3 separate regions of the Sus scrofa genome follow, and regions 2 and 3 are each linked to region 1. A link is a contact called in public promoter capture Hi-C data. All regions are on one chromosome and are shown on one strand. The core of a region is the stretch at or near the end of the contact, and the rest is flanking DNA. Distances in the headings are between cores, read along the strand shown.

Evidence for each region. Promoter capture Hi-C pulls out the DNA fragments that hold promoters and counts their contacts.
Region 2: a promoter capture Hi-C map of liver shows a contact between it and region 1, with 3 times the contacts expected there. The contact joins the promoter of ANKRD16 here to the promoter of NET1 in region 1. A contact is called at or near these places in 1 of 5 promoter capture datasets (liver) and 5 of 47 Hi-C or Micro-C datasets (embryonic fibroblasts, fetal skeletal muscle, mesenteric adipose tissue and 2 more).
Region 3: a promoter capture Hi-C map of fetal skeletal muscle shows a contact between it and region 1, with 7 times the contacts expected there. The contact joins the promoter of LOC100738684 here to the promoter of NET1 in region 1. A contact is called at or near these places in 3 of 5 promoter capture datasets (fetal skeletal muscle and liver), 1 of 47 Hi-C or Micro-C datasets (embryonic fibroblasts) and 1 of 2 datasets of contacts at active chromatin or transcription factors (alveolar macrophages).

What each region holds. Positions count from the first base shown.
Region 1 is chr10:65,435,868-65,440,263 of Sscrofa11.1, reverse strand. NET1 (neuroepithelial cell-transforming gene 1 protein) reads left to right here and starts at 1,918. Exons shown (of 11, transcript XM_003130825.6): 1 at 1,918-2,128. The coding sequence starts at 2,036.
Region 2 is chr10:65,106,684-65,111,079 of Sscrofa11.1, reverse strand. ANKRD16 (ankyrin repeat domain-containing protein 16) reads right to left here and starts at 2,037. Exons shown (of 7, transcript XM_005668213.3): 1 at 1,635-2,037. The coding sequence starts at 1,954. It overlaps FBXO18 (F-box DNA helicase 1), which reads left to right and starts at 2,105. Exons shown (of 20, transcript XM_021065040.1): 1 at 2,105-2,333.
Region 3 is chr10:65,703,157-65,707,552 of Sscrofa11.1, reverse strand. LOC100738684 (malignant T-cell-amplified sequence 1) reads right to left here and starts at 2,632. Exons shown (of 1, transcript XM_003482845.3): 1 at 1,819-2,632. The coding sequence starts at 2,508. The coding sequence ends at 1,963. It also overlaps a transcript of AKR1E2 not described here.

The DNA.
Region 1 (4,396 bases), core at 669-3,168:
CTTGGCCTTACCTGTATCAGAACTAAATAGAAAAACAGTTTGAGAGACCCATGAGAACACCCTAGCAACTTCTTACCTAACTGCTACTCTGCCTCAGTCCTTTATTCCCTATGAAACTAAGTAGCTGTAAAGTATTGGCCTTACTCACAACTATTTTTTAACTGTTGAAACTAACTGAACCAGACTTCTGGCTTCTTGTAAGCTCTAGGGCTCAGGCAGATCAATGTTCTTACCTGTTAAATTAGGGCACTAGATTCTGTGATGTCTAAGGTACTTCCACTTTAATGCTATATAGAATAGAACTGTCTACAAGAAACAGCCACTCTTAAGGCTAGCTGCACCACACGTTTGCCCAGGTGTGACCTGGTAATAAAGAAGAGATGAAGTATAATCACCATTACTTTTTCAAAAATTTCTCTTTAATTTTTTTCTTCCATTATAGCCGGTGTACAGTGTTCTGTCAGTTTTCTACTGTACAGCATGGTGACCCAGTTACACATACACGTATAGATTCTTTTTTCTCACATTATCATGCTCCATCATAAGTGACGAGATATAGTTCCCAGTGCCAGAGAGCAGGATCTCATTGCTTATCCATTCCAAAGGCAATAGTTTGCATCTATTAACCCCAAATTCCTAGTCCATCCCACTCCCTCCCCCTCCCCCTCGGCAACCACAAGTCTGTTCTCCATGTCCATGATTTTTTTTTCTGTGGAAAGGCTCATTGTGCCATTTATTAGATTTCACATATCATATGGTATCATATCATATAGTATTTGTCTTTCTGACTTAATATGGGAGTCTCTAGTTCCATCCATGCTGCTGCTAATGGCATTATTTTGTTCTTTTTCGTGGCTGAGTAGTATTCCATTGTGTATATATACCACATCTTCCGAACCCATACATCTGTCAGTGGACCCTTAGGGTTGTTTCCATGTCTTGGCTATTGTGATTTTCAAAAATTGCAAAATAGAAAGTCAGATTATTAATATCATCCTGAATGCATCCTAAACACTGGTGTTTATAGAAGGATAGCATTGGTCCTTCCTGCAAGAAGTAACACTGTGCTGCAAACTTCAGTAAATTGTTTTTTATACATTATTTGTCCTTATAGTCTCTGACCACTATTATTCTGTAGTATTTACTCTTCAACCTGTTATATATTTTTAGGGAAGAAATCATCTTTTATGTATTTCTTATTAAAAAATCTCTTACACAGGTATCATGTTTTTTACGTATATAGAAGAAATATCTATATTCTGTAAGTGTAAGAAACACTGAACTTTAAAATTCGAGGTAGTTCAATTATACTGCTGCCCATAGCCCCACAGAAGACTTACTTTAGGAAGAGAGGGAACTGAAGCCTGCCTACTGTGCTTACTCTGTTGGTCTTGAGAACGGTGAGAACCAGTTTGTAAAGGCTTGGATAATCTCACAATTGTGAAAATGTTTGCACTTAAGTAAGATAAAAGCAAGGTCCCTGGATAATTAGGCTTTTCTTTAGTGTATACGTTATTTAACTCTGACTTACGATTTTCTTAAAGTTGTCAAGGTGTCCGTACTAAACTACTCTCTAGGTACTCAGGTTTTATAGAAAAAGGATCCTTGTCTGCAACTAAGTCCTAAGGAGGGCAAGCAACCTCGATAAGCAATCGGCTGGTCTCTGGAAAGGCTTTTTGCATCAGGAAAAGCCTCCCATTAACCCAGTTTCCCTTCCCCTCTGGGCTCACCCTGCCAATTCCCAACCCTTGGATTCAGAGCTTTCTCTCTCCCTCGCAGCGAGCCAGCCAGAGGCCTAGGTGTGCCGGGCTGTCAGTTAGCAGTCACGTGGCCTCAGGTGCCGCCCCCGGAGCCGGCGCCCGGCCCCGCCCACGGAGCCTGGAGGGCTGCGGGATCCTCGGCCGCCCGCAGAAGCCGCGCCGCCGGGGAGGCGGGCAAATGGCTGCCTGGGACGGCTGAGCGCCCACGGGAGCGGGGGGCGTCCTGCAGGGCCGACTCGGCGGGCTCAGTCCGAGGGCTGCCGGGGACGGGAAGCATGGTGGCGCATGACGAGGTCGGGGGTCTCCTGCCTATTAAGAGGACTATACGAGTCCTGGATGTTAACAGTCAGTCCTTCCGGGAGCAAGAGGTAAGGCTGCAGAGCAAAGCCGAAGGCGTGCCCTCTAGGTCCCTGGGACCGGGACGGCTTTGACCCGCTATGACAGTAGAATTTTAAACGTAACCTTGGATCGTACCGAATATTGCAGTGTATGACCTCGATTTACAGGCGGGTTTGAAATGTGTTTCGGGACTATGCTACAGATTAAATTTATACATAGCATAGCTTGAGTGTACACAAACTTTTACACAGAGGAAAGATTTTAAATATATATGCTGTTCAATTTGGTTAGATTTCTGTTGCTTATTACAGCTGTTTATTTGGGTTGCGGGGGTGGGTTGTTTGCTTGAGCTGCATTTATGTGTATTACCTGTTAAGTCTTAGGAGCTGCCTTGTGGAGTAAGAGGAAAATAAGAAACCCTCCCTTGCAAGTGCATGCTAGCGAACAAAAAGCCCTCCGACCTGGTGTTCACTTTTAATTTTCTTTCCACATCTAATAAATTCCTCATGTGAGACTTTTGTTCTTCAGAAAGAAAACCATGTTAAAGTATTTAAGCCAGTGAGTCATTATTCAGACACTCCTGCCTTCCTTCCTTCAAGTACCTGAAGCCATTATACTTTTTTAAAGTCTTTATGAACCTTTACCAAAATAAGTGGCGTTTATGCCATTTTATTTACTTCTGATTGTCGATGCGGGACTCTGGGCATTGTTTCTGCAGTGCACCACGGTAGATGTCGGTGGTGTACACTGTCTTGGTGCTTGGTAAGGGCAGTGTATCCTCCGTCTTGGTAGAGCCCTGCGTCGCGCACACACCTTTTGGTCGTTAAACTAGCTGCCATCTTTAGAAGGTAGGCTTTCATTTGGTGTGATTTGGCTTGGGTTTTGTTTTTGTGTGTGTTTGGCCTTGGCTTTTGTGTATGTGTTTCAGTTTTCTCAGAAGTGGTCATGGGTGTAAATACTAAAACAGATCATTTTCTGCACCATCAAGAATTAGTCTTTTTGTTTGGTATCAGACACTGGCCATGCTTCTGGCATACCTTTATTCAAAGATTAAAAACACTAGGAGTGTTCCCGGGTTTTTAGCAACACAGCCTTAAATAAACAATTAAATTTGACTTTTTCTTTTTTTGACAACATTAGGAGAAAAAACCTTTTTTACAAAAAACCTGGGTTCTCAATAGAATTTTCCCAAGATCTTTTAAGTATGAAATCTGACTGCAACTAGATTAGTAAAATAAATAGATTGATTAAAAATTTGGTCTCAAGGCAGACCCTATAACAATGCATGTGATTGCCTACTAGTTTAAACTAGATAGGCTGGTTAAAAGCTAACCTAAATAAACAACATGAATTTATATTAGAGGGTGTTGGGGTTTTTTCCCCTGTCTAAGTGAACCTTAGCCCTGGTGAAAGGTTGCCTTCAGTAGAAAGTTCCTTGAGCATGTAAACTTGTTGGTGTTCTTTCTCTCTTCCCGTCGATTTTCAGATTCTCTTTTGAGGAGCGCAGTTTCAGTTATCTGTGCTCATTCTTGAAGCTTCTTGTAGCCACCATGATGCTGTTCACGGTCTCCATAACCAAACCCTATGTCCACCTTATTTGGGGGTGACGAAAATGTAGAAGGCCCCTTACCCCCTTCATCACCTCCAAACCCTGTCCCTGCTCCTGTGTCTGCCGAAGGGCAGATGCAGGTGGACCCCACTTCTCGAAACACTTGGTCTTCAAAATATGTTTAGGTTCTTAATTCCCAAACCAAGATAACTAAAATGGCTCATCTAGACCCACCTCTAAAGAAAAACTGCTTCTGGTTGTAGCCAGCGTGCGCCAAATTCTAATCTATTGAGAGACAATTTTTGTCCCTGTCTTACAGGTGGCCCATGAATGCCTAGTTCATATCACTTTTCCACAAATGTTGGCCATATGATATTTGTTTCAAGTAACGCAATTATCCTGAGTTAGTTAGCCACGTCCGGAATCATGCCTTCACATTTCAGTCGCACTTGCCATTTCATCATTAAAGTTCTTCATATCTTGAAATATACATGCTAAAAGTTTGTGCTGTGTCTGCCAAACATTCTTCACACACAGGGACGGTCCTTTCCCATCCGAAAGCCTGTGTGAGGAGGAGTCCAGGGGTGGCCTCCCCGCCCGGCCTGCGGGTCCCTGACTCAGCACTCCCTGGCCTTGCCCGAGCCGCCGGCCTCCTCCCTGTCCTCCTCCGCCCCCAGACGGCAGGAGATGAGCTGACACCCTTTGTGAAGAAGTGAGATTATAGATGGGCTCCCAAGGCCTGTGAAAC
Region 2 (4,396 bases), core at 788-3,287, 330 kb after region 1:
GGTTTTTTTTGTTTGTTTGTTTTTTGTTTTTTTTTTTTTTGTCTTTTTACGGCCACACCAGCAGCATATGGAGGCTCCCAGGCTAGGGGTCTAATTGGAGCAACAGCTGCCGGCTTATACCACGGCCACAGCAACACAGGGTCCGAGCCGTGTCTGTGACCTACACCACAGCTCCTAGCAACGCTGGATCCTCAACCCACTGAACGAGGCCAGGGATTGAACCTGTGTCCTCATGGATGCGAGTCAGATCATTTCCTCTAAGCCATGACGGGAACTCCTGAACTAGGTTTTTTAAAGGAAGATTTTCTTTTTGGTCTTTTTAGGGCCTTATCTGAGGCATATGGAAGTTCTCAGGCTAGGATTCATTATCCCTGAGCCACAATGGGAACTCCCCGAAGATTTATTTCCCACAGCATGTGGAAGTTCCTGGGCCAGCAAGGTAAGAGTGGGCAAACATGTCTGTGACTGCACTTCCGAAATGCAAAATCGAATGAAACTTGCCTTTTTTTTTTCCGCTTTTAGGGTTGTACCTGCGGCACATGGAAGTTCCCAGGCTAGGGGTCCAATCGGAGCTGCAGCTGCCGGCCAATACCCAACGACCAAGCCCAGGGATCGAACCCAGTAACTCATGGTTACTGGGTGGGTTGGTTACCGCTGAGCTGTGATGGGAACTCCTGAAACTTGCCCTCTGAATGGTTGTATGGGGAGACGGTTTCCTTACCCACAGAACTGATCTGAGAAGTCTAAGAGGTAATGTGCCTCCACTCTTGAGACCAATTCACTAGCAGCTCAAGAAAATCAGTCTTGGGCTTCGTCGCAGCCAAAGAGCAAACCTCCAAACATCCCAGGCCTCTCCCCTCACCAGTGGGCAAGGTGCCCTTTATTTAGCCATATGGCTGTCTGATGTTTCTTGTTTACATCAGAGCAGGAATCCCTTGAGGGCAGGAGCTTCACATGTTTGAATCATCAGATGTTCATAACCTCTAAGGGGCTAGACCGACCCAGTGAGTACTGAAAACAGTGTGGATCTAACACAACACGACTGCTTGGTGCGATGGTTACTCTCACGGCTGTGAGGTGGTCATGCCAGGCTACACATGTGATAAAAATCAGAGCACCACACGTGCTCCAGTGTAAGGATAACTGATGAACTCTGAGGAAGTCCAGGGATTGTAGCAATGTCACTTTCTTCCTTTTGTTTTCCTGCTGTGGCTCTAAGATGTGAACTTTGGGGGAAGCTGGGGGAAGGGAGCATGGGACTTCCAGAAGCTTTCTTTGCAACTTTCTGTGAACTACAAATTTCAAAATAAAAAAAAAAATGTCATCGGTGAAGTCATCATTTAGCTAAATGTTCCCAGAAGAACATCGCATCCTGGGGCTCATGCGATCTACACGCGGGACAAACAATTCGTAGACTGACTGTCTCTACCTGTTCATCTGTACTGTCCTGTGCTTTGCAACGGGAGGCAGTTTGGAACAGAAGACTGCAACAGTCCCCACAAGGGCAGCGACAAGGTTCGCTGTAGGTCATTCTTCTCTATAGGGGAAGGTTGAGGAACTACAGTGTGGACGGAGTGGGAATTCACGATCCTGCAGGGAAGGGTGCGGGTCTCTCCGAAAGTCCCGCCACCTACCAGTCGGCCTTCTTCAGGCAGTCGACCGCTGCTCCCCGGCCCAGCAGGTATCGCACGCAGTCCCGGTGGCCCATGGAGGCCGCCTCGTGCAGCGGCCGCTTGTAGTCTCGGTTGGTGGCTTCGATGTCCATGTCCCAAGCCTCGACCAGATAGGTCAGGACGTCCAGGTGGCCGTGGCGCGCGGCGCAGTGCAGGAGGGTGTCCCCAGCCGGCCCCGCGCAGTCGGCGCGGCCTGCTGCCCGCAGCTCCTCCCGCAGGGCGCACAGCTGGCCTTCGTGCACCAGCCGGTACAACCGCCGCGGGTCCACAGACGCCGCCATGGCCCGAGATCCTCTACGGGCCGGGACGGCCCGGAGGACCCTCCTCCAGCCCCGCCCCTCCCCGGGACACTCTTCCGGATGCCCCGCCCTCGCCCCGGGGCCCCTCCCCCGGCCCCGCCCAGATCCCGGCCCCCTCCCCGGCCTGGCCCGCCCCCGGGACGCTGCCTCCCACGGACCACGCGTGCGGGCTCGCGCGAACGCACGCTCGGAGCCTGCCGCACGCCCTGGTTTCGCCCCGGAGCAAAACGCTAGGTAGTGGCGGCAGCGTCTGCCGGGAGGGACGCCCGCCCTGAGCCCGAGTTCACCCCGCCGCCGGGAGACCGGAGAGGCCTGCGCGGAGGCCGCACCAATGTGGGTCCCGAAAGCGGGGCAGGCCGGGGTAGGTTCTAAGCGTCTGAGTGCGGACGCCGCCGCCAGTCGGGATCACCTGGCAGCGCGGGCCCCCGGGGGACGGGGTGGAGCCCGCACGTTCCCGCCCCCAGCCCCGCTCCGCCCACAGTCCCGCCCCGCCCGACGCGGCCCTTCCGCGGGTCCCGGAGCTCAGAGGAACTCTGGGAAAGTTTCCACTCGTTTCTTCCGCCCTAGAGGAAGCACGGACGGGGCGGGGCCCGCTTGCGGTAGCCGCCCCTATTGCAAGTGCGCGTTCCGATTGGTCGCTGGGGCAGTCTGTCAGCGCGCCCCTTCCGCACACGCGTTTCGATTGGTCCGGAGCACAGTCCGTCAGCGCCGGCGGCGGGCTCTTCGCGGGGCTGCGGCGGGGGCGGAGCTGGCGGAGGAAGTCCGCGGCCTGCTCGGGCTCGCGCTGCCCGGGGGACGCTGAGACTGGGACGCCTGGGGGGCTCTGGCCCGGCGGCGGCGGCAGGAGCCCCGTTGCAGAGCGCCATAGTGCGTGAGGCCGCCGACGTGGCAGGGTGCGCGGGTGGGGCCAAGCCGTGTGGACGCTGAACCTTTGGGGGTCCTTAGCGGGGTCTGGCCTTGGGGCATGGAGCTGCCCGCGGGGGGCGTGGAGGGGCGCGGGCAGACTGCCGGTGAGGTGCAGGGGCGCAGTGGGGCGCGCACGCGGGGGAGGTCCAGGGGCTCACGGGACGCAGGGGTGCGGCGCTGCTCGGGGCTGTGGGAGTCACGGGGGACGTGGCCTCCGCTGCTGGCCAGCTAGCATTTCCTTTCCTTCTGCGTTGCTGTTTTGACCTTGGGCGAGTCATTTTATTGTATCCTTTTGCTTCCTTTTTTTTTGCAGTCTTCCTTTCCCCTTACCTGAACATTGAGAAAATTAAGGCGATGTGAAAGGGCCTTGAGCTGGTGGAGGGTACATTAAGATCTGAGCCTGCTGTGTGGGTTGATGGGAGAGCTGAGGGTAGCTGTTGAGTTTTTACCTGATCTTACTGGGTGCTAGTCATTCAACCCTCCGGGTGTTTTCAGTTGCTTTGGAGATAAAATGGGAGCAGCTACTATTTGCCAGGCCTGGAAACAATTATGCTTCACGTATGGTATTGCACTCTGGTTTACAAAGCACTTTACATTAATCACCCAGTTCACAAACAACCCTATAAGGCACCATGATTGGGGGGGGGGGGTAGCTGCGGCAGCGAAGCCTAAACAGGTTAAAGAGGTTAGCTTTTTCCCAGAGGTGGTATAAAGAAAGGCCTCTGGAAGGAAAGATGGTAGCACCCAGTGAGTGTCTGCTGGTGCGTGGTGCGCTGCTCAAGAGAGAAAAAAGACCTCTGGTACGAAAACAACCCCGTTTTACTAAAGAGCAGGTTGCGTTTGAATTTGGTGGACTGAATAATATGGATAGTTATGGAGACAGGACCAGGTCCAGTATCAGCTTTGCCAAAGTTGCTGTTCCATTGTATCTTGCCGCTTCAAAAACAGGAAGGCAGAAAAGTGCTTTGAACTGCATCAAGTTTTAGGACAGGCCAAGCATTGTTCTTAACTGCAGTTGTCTGTGTTGGTGCAAATGGAGGTTGAGGTATATGGTAGTTTCGCAATTGTTGCTGCTCAACACCCCACCCCCCACTTGCTAATGACCCTGGTATCTCTTCCCTTATGCCTCTAGTTTCCTTAAGCTTATTTATTTTTCTGTCTTTTTAGGGCCACATCCACGACATATGGACACTTCCAGGCTAGGGGTCTAATCGGAGCTACAGCTTTTGGCCTACATCACAGCTATGGCCATACCAGATCCAAGCCGAATCTGCAACTTATACCACAGTTCACAGCAACGCCAGATCCTTAACCCACTGAGTGAGGCCAAGGATTGAACCCGCAACTTCATGGTTCCTAGTCAGATTCGTTTCCCCTGAGCCTCGGCGGGGGCTCCATGTTTCCGTATTTTAAAGAACAAAATCGGTGCACGTTTGCACAATGGGACCGAGTGTTTTTAGACAACTAAATGATAAGGTATGTGAATCTGTCCACAGCCCCTGTGATTCTCCAGAGCAA
Region 3 (4,396 bases), core at 1,383-3,882, 270 kb before region 1:
AAAAAAAAGCCAAAACAATAAAAATAACAGCAAAATAATGTAAATTCCAAAACTAAGTATCTTGACAACATTCCCCTTTCCCCCACCTTTTAACTCCCCAAATCCTCCACGTAATAACATGAGGTGTAAACTCTCTTACTCTCTCACTCCCATTCACCTCCCCCCAAACCTACTGCACTTATCTCACATTCATAGGAACTTCACTGCAACTTCATGAGCTTCATGTGAAAGTCACTGATGAACGTTGGGCTGAACTATTTTATCCCCACATAAGATATTTTTTCAGTTAGGCATCTGTGACGCCAGACTATAAAAACTGAGCTATTTCCAGCTTTACATTTCAGAAAATGCCAGTAAAAATGAAGTAAGACAATTTTATTGTCTCATAGAATTTAGTCACATTGCTTAAGAGGCCCCAGTATATAGAATCGGCATAGTTGATTAATGGTACGTTCATAAACTATCAAGAGCACTATTGCTTTCCATTTTCAATTTTACCACGGTTCAGACTTTGTGTTTATTGAGGGTGTGTGGGTGTGTTTGGCCAGAGCAAAATCATACACTCCAATGCCCATCTAAAGTAGGGAGACTTGGGAGTTCCCATCGTGGCTCGGCTCCGTGGACAACTCCAACTAGGAACCATGAGGTTTTTTTTTTTTTTTTTTTCTGTCTTTTGTTGTTGTTGTTGTTGCTATTTCTTGGGCCGCTCCCGCGGCATATGGAGGTTCCCAGGCTAGGGGTTGAATCGGAGCTGTAGCCACCGGCCTACGCCAGAGCCACAGCAACGCGGGATCCGAGCCGCGTCTGCAACCTGCACCACAGCTCACGGCAACGCCGGATCGTTAACCCACTGAGCAAGGGCAGGGACCGAACCCGCAACCTCATGGTTCCTAGTCGGATTCGTTAACCACTGAGCCACGACGGGAACTCCTTTTTTTTTTTTTTTTTTTCCCTGTCTTTTGTCTTTTGTTGTTGTTGTAATGAGGTTTTGGGTCTGATCCCTGGCCTCGCTCAGGGGGTCAAGAATCCTGCATTGCCATGAGCTGTGACGTAGGTCACAGACGCAGCTTGGATCCTGAGTTGTTGTGAGCTGTGGTGTAGGCTGGTGGCTACAGCTCTGATTAGACCCCCTAGCCTGGGAACCTCCATATGCTGAGGGAGCAGCCCTAAAAAGACAATAATAATAATAATAATAATAATAATAATAAAGTAGGGAGACTTGCTCCCCAAGCATCTTTCTATTAGCAGCCCCTGGTAACACAAGTCACACATCCATCTAAAAATGACTCAAAACCATGGGTTTCTCATTTTCCATGGGTTCCTAAATAGAGAAGATCCTGCTTGGCCTTAGGCCCCTGCCCCGCTGTAAAGGAATCAGAAAGAGACCACATTGAGAGGCCTGGACCAAGCAGCACTTTCCAGTCATGAAGCAAAGGGGCGGACAGAATTCTGCAGGCAAGTCGGGAGCAGGCTGTGTTTGTTGGGTGGACAACCGGTCATGCCTGCTGTACACTCTTTACTGGTTTGGTTTCTAGCACTCATCCCTTAAACGGTCGTAGAGAGTCGTTTGGGGCTCTCTCCACTCATTTTCTTCTCAACGTTTCACTCACAACTCAGGTCTGTTTAACTAAGTGCACGCTCCTGACGTTGAAATGTTTTTCTACGATACTTTACCTGCTTGAAAGGATAGCTGTTTAGACAAGACAGTCCATCTCAACTGGTCACCCCTCCGTAAACACACACACAGAAACCCAGAGGCATACACACTCACACAGGCACACACACACACACACCGTGACACAGACACAGACACAAGGATTCGTTCCAAAGCTTTACTCCCGCCCTCTTCTTTAGCGTCTGTGGAACTGCTAACCCGAGGTGCTGTCTTCGCGCCACCGCACAGACACAAACACAGCGCCCGCACGAGGTCCACGTGGAGCGCAGGCGCACTTCTCCCGAGGCTCACTTGTACGTCTTCATGTGCCACAGCCCGTCATTTAAATAGTGGATGTTCTCAATCCCGATTCCCTTGTTGACCTTCTCGATTTCTTCCGCGGACATCTTCATGACTCCGACACACAGGGCGTGCTGCTTTCCTTCGGCCATGATCGCCACCACCGTATCCGCGGCGGCGGGGTAGAGCTTGGCCCCGGGAGAGGTCAAGCCTGGACACATGATGTTGGCCCCGCTGAGCACGAACTTGATGGCTCCCTTATCGACCTGCTGGCGGGGCAGGATGAAGGGGTATTTGTGGAGCAGCCTCAGCGTCGGATAAAAGGGCCCTTCTCTTTGTCTGAAAAACAGTAACTCTCCGTTCACCGTGAGGATCTCTATGTGCTCGTGGCACCGCACTATTTTCACCGGATCCTTCTTGGGCATGATTTGATTCAGCCACGGCTCGATACCTGGGAACTGCTCTATCAGCTGGTTCTTAATACCCTTAATGACGGAAGTTTTCAACTGGATGCAGTTGGACACATTCTCTTTCTCATCGAACTTCTTGAACATGATCCAAGGTGAAAAAGGCGACGCTCGGGGAGAAAAACGAAGTACCGACACCGGCGGAGACGCTCACGGCAGACGGCCGGCAGGGACGGTCCGGGCGGCTGTCGTGCGCGGCTGTCGTCCACCGGAAGAGGCTGCGCTTTACGGCTCCCGTGAAATCCACTTCCGCCCTGGGGACCCGGCGGCGCGCCTGCGGGCCGTTAGGGGTCGGCCGACCCCCGTGCGCAGCGGGCAGATGAAGGGGTGGGACTCGAGGAGGACGCCGAGAGGGAGCCGTGGTTCTTGCGGCGGGAAGGGCAGCGTGGAGGGGGCCGGACTTTCATTGTGGGGGAGTCGAACCGCCCTCCGTCCATGTACCCACGCCCGAGACCTGGGGGCGAGTCTCCACGGATGAGCCCTCCTCCTCCGCGCGGTCACTGCCAGGAGTCGAGGCCGGTTCGTTCCTCGTCCACGGTCTCTCACGCCCTCTGAGGTTACCGACCTGTTTGGTGCAGGTTGGTAAACTTGCAAACGCTTGCTGCCTGTCACCTGCCGAATTCGGCCCTCCTGCCCGGGAGAGGAGAGGCTTCGTGGCCAGGAGGCGTGCACATGTTGTGGGATTTCAGTCCTTTAAAAGATACCCAAACTCACTTTATGGCCTGGAAGACGGGCTCTTGGTGAATGCAAGTGCTCCTGAAAAGAATGGGCAGCCTGCTTTGTTTGGGTCCAGGGTTTTTCTGTTCTTAACTGATTATCCGTGCACTCGTTCTGTGCAGTTACTGAGCAGCATATTGAAATCTCCGTGACTGTGCATTTCTTTCCCTTTTCAGTTCTACCAGCTTTGGATTCTTTTTTTGGCCTTGCCTGGGGCGTCCGGAAGTTCCCTAGCCAGGGATCAGAACCTGTGCCCAGCAGTGACAACAATTATATATATTTTCCTTTTTCTTTTTCGGCCTCATCCGTTGCAGATGGAAGTTCCTGAGCCAGGGTTGGAATGAATTTGAGCCGCAGCTGCTGGTGCACCACAGCGCGAACTCTGAGTCGACCATCTTAATGAGGCAGTGTGGTCGGGTGGTTCTGCGTGCTGACCCTACAGCCCGGGAATGACTGCTGCTCCATCACTTACTAGACTGAAATCGTGGGAGTTAGTGAGCTTAATCTGTGTCTTAGTTTATTCATCATGAGTGTGTGGTTAACAAGAATACCCATCTCCTGTGGGTTGGGGTGAGAATTGCTTGAATTAATACTTGTAACAAATAGGTTTTAAATATTTGTCATAGCTGTTATTATTACATTAACATCTAAAGAGTTACATGAATATTTTAATACACTCTTTGCATAGGCCACAGTACTGCTGGCCCCACGTATGAGCTGAGTCTGTGTTTTGCCTCCAAATCCTATGATGAGTCACATTTCCAGACATTCTGGTTATTTTATAAGCAGCTAACCTTCTCCATTATATATGGATTTTATGTATTTATCTCTTATAGGCTATTTGTCTATCCTTTGTTATTGAGGGTTGTCCCCTTGTTTCTATGTGTGGAGTTATACACAGGAGCAGCATAAAGCAGATATAGAAATTCAGGGGAGAAATAGGCATTACTGACCTGTCTGTAGATGCCTGACAGCTGAATCAGAAATGATCTGACCTAGACCTGCCTGCTATGAAGAATGCCCAAGGGATTTTTTTAAGTGAAGCTGTTTTAGGCAAAGGACCCTGAAAAAGTTTAGCCTGGAGTTCTATAGCAACGAAAAATCTGTTTGAAGCTAATTATTCTTACCTGAAATCATGCTCTTAATTCTGTACCTTGTGACCCTTCCTCAGGTTGTACTTTTTCTTAGCCCCCAAGCATCTGTTTGCTGTCCACCTTGAAAAGGGACAGGGAGTGCTAGTTTTCCTTCTAAATTCTTT